Regions from separate parts of the Salmo salar genome. Here region 1 is linked to region 2. A link is a contact called in public Hi-C data. All regions are on one chromosome and are shown on one strand. The core of a region is the stretch at or near the end of the contact, and the rest is flanking DNA. Distances in the headings are between cores, read along the strand shown.

Region 1 (2,700 bases), core at 135-2,634, 82 kb before region 2:
GCTGTGATTCGTAGTCTTTGTGTAGTAGGCGTGTGTAGTCAAAGTTGCACCTGATGTGTTTCCTTCTTATAATCTAGTATCAACAGATTTTGTCACTTGATGATAATAATAGAAAATCCTGTCCTATGCCCTTACGAGGCAGTGTTTGTTTTTGGTTCCTATGTTGAGTTTGCCTTCATATTGCAGTGCCCTCCGGTAAGTGTGAGGGCATTGGGTGGAAGTGAGGCCAGGGTCACTCTGTGTAGTAGGGCTGACATGAAGGAGGAGAGAAGTGACTGTTGCGTTGTTGGAATGATCTGACACGTGATGAGGTCTGATCAGGATGAGGGAGATAAGAGGTTATGCTAAGGTTTGTTTGAGGTCGAGGGTTAAGTTTGGGAGAGGCCCCTGCTGTTGATTTGGAGAGCAGTTCTCGGAGCCTCAGTAGCGGTGTGATTGGTGGGAGTACTGTGAGCTCTGCTGGGATGACGACGAGTATCCCTGGGACTGTGTGGAACCTTGGACGTTGCTTTGGTAACCAAGGCGGGAGTTGGAGTGCTGGAGAAGAGAAAAGAATGGAGAGGAAATAGTAAACCGTTGATGGCTAGAGACCCCTGTCATTAATTATTTATCAGTCAGCACCACTGGAAAATACCTTTGTATATTTCAACCTTGCATGGGGTTTGAGAATAAATAATTCAATAACTGTACCTTGGGAGACCTTGAGGGAGGGGAATGACTTTTGTTGGCAATGTTTTGAATTGTAAAGCTGGCTGAATAATTTACAGATCAAGTATGAGTCCTATAGAAAAGCATGACGCATTGCCACAGATCTGTAGTGTGTATCAACATACCGCTGTGGCTTTTACTTGGCATCCAAAGATGTGGTCTACTTCTCACCGATTTAAAACAGAATCAGCAAGAGACTACCAACCCAATTCGGAGCAATTTACAGTGCCATGACAATTCTATATCCTAAACAGTATACTGTGTATCACGCGACATAGTAAAACGTGCACGAGCGGCTGATGCCAAAAACCCGCTGCATGTTTTATTGTTTGATGACGTAAAACCAGGACCGTTTCTTTGTGCTCTGTACTTTGCTCAGTGATTCCTATGATTGCTTTTGTTGGTCTGAATAAATAAATGATCTGGGGGACTGAGCCACCACATCAATAGATGTCAAAAGAAGGGCTAACTAACCACCTTATACTACAGCTGTAAAGAAAGCCTTCTCTGAATCAGATGACTGATTACGGACCGTGACTCACTCTAACCAGCTCAGACTGGGCCTAAGGCCAAATGTCCTAAAAAGGCAACAAAAAAAAGGCAGAAGTCACTGGCCTTCAGATGAGAAACCCTCCTTCTGAGCCACCAGAGTGGCCCTGAGGACCTGCTGCTGGACTGGTGCCCAGGGGGCTTGGGTAGAGGGGATGGGAGCAGAACGTGGCTGAAACTCCTGAAGTATGGAGACCTCGTAAAAAAACTACTCCCATACATCTCTGACTACAACCCACACATCGCCGCCTGTCTGGCAGTCTATCTATCCGCACTCACAGAGAGAGAAGGGGAGCAAGTGGTGCCCATTGGGATACCATAGCCTCGGGGAGAGTGATCAATGAGGAGAAATTAGGGCGCGGAATGTGACGCCACAATAAGCTAGCTCTCTGTTCCACTAGGTCTGCCCATCCAGAAAGGAAGGGGATATTTATACATCTGTTCTGGTGAGTCTTGAATTTGAAGAGCCCAGCAGCTGTCCACATGCAGCCTCAGCCCCCTGCTAAATATAGCCTAGTCAGTCAGTCAGTCTAGCAGCACCCCACACGGCCTGGGCCAAGCCAGGAGACACCTCTGAACAGACCACAGTTGAGGTCCGGACAAGGTCAGGGAGGTCACCTTTATCTCACCTTCCTCACACGTAATAAGACTCTCTCTTCCTCTCTACCACATTCTCCACTCTGTCCCCTTTATCAGTCACTACTCCAGTCACCCGAGCCACAGACTGTTCACTGTTACCATCTGGCAAGCGGTATCGGAGTAGCTTCTTCCACCAGGCCATCAGACTGCTGTCTCCCTACACAGACCTGCACCTTAGAGACTATCTGCACATTAGAGATGATTTGCACGGACTACTCACACACACACAGTCAACTCTGCTGTTCTAATACATACTATTGATTCCACTACCCACTTTATACACTGAGTGTACAAAACATTAAGGACACCTGTTCTTTCCATGACAGACTGACCAGGTGAAAGCTATAATCCCTTCAACCTTGTGGAAAGCTTTTGACACCTTGTGGAGTCCACCCCCTCCCCGCCAAAAGATAGAGCAGGCGCCAAGAGGGGGAACAACAGTGATAGGGCAGCACAATGTTTTGCTTACACCTTTATCAGCAGGCTAGTGCGAACGAGAGGAAGGACACTATCACCCTGATATAACATGACCTGTAATTCCCACTAGATAGCACAATGCTCCGCTCCGGTCTGATTTGAGGCTGTTGTGTCTTTTCACAAGTGTTGCACGTCCCTGACATCCCCTGCTGTACGTATCTTTGCTCTCTAGTCAAATCATCAATAAAGGAACCTGTTGTTAATCATCAATAAAGGAACACTTGTTTCTTCGGGTCTCCCAAGGGCCTATATGGACATTTTGGATGTAGCAATATGTTAACATTTTGAATCAATGACATTTGCTGACATTTGGATTAAACCCATTTA
Region 2 (2,700 bases), core at 192-2,691:
ATGAGCTTGATGCTTTAATAAATAAAGATGATTCTTCTGTATGACTTTTTTTTAATCAGCATTGGGCATAAGCTGAAGTAAAGCAGTAAGTCCAGTCCACTGCGTTGAGCTAAAACTGTAGAATATCCAACCTGCACATAAATATATGGCATTAATAACGCAAGTGTTAGGATCAGGTCTGATGCATGACTGGTCATGATTCAAGATGTAACTTCAAATGTTTAGCGATTAATTTAACAAGGCCCAACGCGACACATGTATTGTTTGCTAAAACCAAAACATGGTCCCAGGACCGAGTTTGGGAAACCCTGCTCAAGAGGATAGGCAGTCTCAGCAAGGCGATTATGCTGCAAGCAAAGGAAGTCTGCTGGGGACAGCTATTGGTTAAAATGTGCACCTACAATATCTACATTTTATTTGCATTTACATTAATATAATTCGCCCTTTCAGATCTCGGAAATATGTCCTGTATTTTATATATACTAATATATATGTCCTGTATTTTGTATATACTATCATTCATTAATGTATTTAAGATACACATTTAAAATAAATCGTAATGAAAACAAGTTCAGAGAGTTTGGGTTGGTGTTGGGTTTGAGCATAAATTTAAAAAAAATATGAATTTAGTAATCGATTACTTTACCCCATTGTATCCTGTGAGATTGCTCAGGGAGTGTCATTTCAGCGTGTGCCATCTTGGAGTTTTTGGAAGCATTTCATGCGCAGTTTGAGCTACACTAGGCTCAGTGCTGCACTCTCTGAGTGTCTCAAATTGGAGGGTGACCGAGGTACTGCAGGCTGCCATTAGCAACTAAATTCTCCTTATAACGTAGTCTGATGTTAAAGTAATCGGTTCAAGAACACATCTCATAAAATAGAAACAATTAATGGTACCATGATTGTGTTCTAAAAAAAAATATCCACGAATATTGACTTCGAAAATCGCCATGTGCACCCCAGTATCTACTTGCACATTCATCTTCTGCACATCAATCACTCCAGTGTTTAATTGCTAAATCGTAATTATTTCGCCACTATGGCCCATTTATTGCCTTACCTCCCTAATCTTACTTCATTTGCACACACTGTATAGACTTTTCTATTGTGTTATTGACTGTACGTTTGTTTATCCCATGTGTAACTATGTTGTTTGTGTCGCACTGCATTGCTTTATCTGGGCTAGGTCGCAGTTGTAAATGAGAACTTGTTCTCAACTTGCATACCTGGTTTAATACAAATAAAATCCCGTTCACTATAATGGAAATCCTGATTTCTGGAAACAATGCCTGCAGTACCGCCGTCGGCCTTCAACTTAATCCTCAATGCAAGGGGACAGTCGTTCTACCCTGGCGTTGAGTTATCGACGGGTTTATAGCTCTCTATCGTCAACCAATGGCCACCTGAGAGTACTGCACATGTATCCACTGTACAGAACGACGGATGTGACGCAAAATTAACCGCGACATTTTCCGTTGCTGTAATATTCACGTGGAGTATTTTGAAGCAAGCACACGAGTGAAGCCCTCAAAATGAAACAATACGGAGGAGTAATGTAAGTTGTGTTTTACCAACCAAAGTATATCATGCTTAATGTGGTTTTTACCCTTAACCTATAACTTTCGAGTATTTATGTAGTTAACGAAGTCACTTGCAAGGAAACTAACAATGTAACGTTAGCTATCTAGCTTGCCTAATAAATCTAACTAGTTAGGTTTCCATCCAAATGGCGACAGATTTTCATGCGATTATACTGAAATCCGCATAAAAACAAGATAAGCATTTTTACGGCCGGAGATAATTCAATTACATTGATTTATGGATAAACTGCTGTGCGTGATGACGCAGTGCACATAACAATGCATCGCAATTGCAACTCCGCTGATTTTTCTCACATATGTTGCGTTAAATAGCTAGTGTGCCCACTCTGGTATTGGCACATGCACTCTAGCCAAAGGTTCGCAGATACAGTGCGGACATGGCGAGGTTATTTTTTGTTAAAACGGCAGCCAAGTATCTGGTCATGTCATTAGAATTAGACCATCAATATTTATTGGAAAGGTGCATCAAGCTCATCACCTTGCACTTTCACCACCCTGTTAAAAACATAATGTATTTCATCTGTAGGAAAGTTTACCAACATGTTCTGTTTCCATCAGTCCTGTCTTGACTTATTTTTATATCCGACATGTAACTTACATGCTGACCAAACCGCTCATCCAGCCTCTCCTCATTGTTTTTTAGGAGCATATACCCACGTGGGTGATTGAAAGATGAATTTAGGTCCACTCTCCGGTCAGTTGTAGTAATGCTGTAAAGTTGGTTACCAACTGCCATAAAGTCCAAAGAAAAAAAGAAGCCTGGAGTAGAGATGATGAGAAAGGAATTCGGTTTACTGTTTTATCTGTGGATTAATTGTCGGAGTAGAGGACCTTGTGCATTTATAGGTAAAATAACAACCCAATGTTTATATCCCAGAACAAATCTGCTATCAACAGCAAGCTAGTTAGCTAAATTGCCATACATGTTTAATGCTTTTCGACCTGTCCATAAATGAAAAATAATTGTTTCAGAGTTTGATATTTCAATCTGCGTGTCCTGATTGTGTCTGATGTGGGGATACAAAATCAACATGCGTGCGTGCTGTCGCAAAATAAATGTGCACATGCATGTTATTCAATCATTGCACCCACACTGCTC

What was found. A called contact is a pair of places that touch in the nucleus more often than the background predicts.
Region 1: a Hi-C map of muscle shows a contact between it and region 2, with 10 times the contacts expected there. The contact joins the enhancer-like site here to the promoter of rpf2 in region 2. A contact is called at or near these places in 3 of 3 Hi-C or Micro-C datasets (blood, gill and muscle).

The regions. Positions count from the first base shown.
Region 1 is chrssa06:60,071,310-60,074,009 of Ssal_v3.1, reverse strand. No RefSeq gene overlaps it. Among protein-coding and RNA genes, the nearest start is that of LOC106607744, 21 kb to the left of the region's middle. Within about 2 kb of position 1,384, at least 2 of the 13 cell types and tissues checked have an H3K27ac peak or open chromatin away from gene starts, as enhancers often do. A contact at or near this core is called in muscle, where this site is marked.
Region 2 is chrssa06:59,989,135-59,991,834 of Ssal_v3.1, reverse strand. It overlaps rpf2 (ribosome production factor 2 homolog), which reads left to right and starts at 1,441. Exons shown (of 10, transcript XM_014205022.2): 1 at 1,441-1,555. The coding sequence starts at 1,533. It also overlaps a transcript of dcam not described here.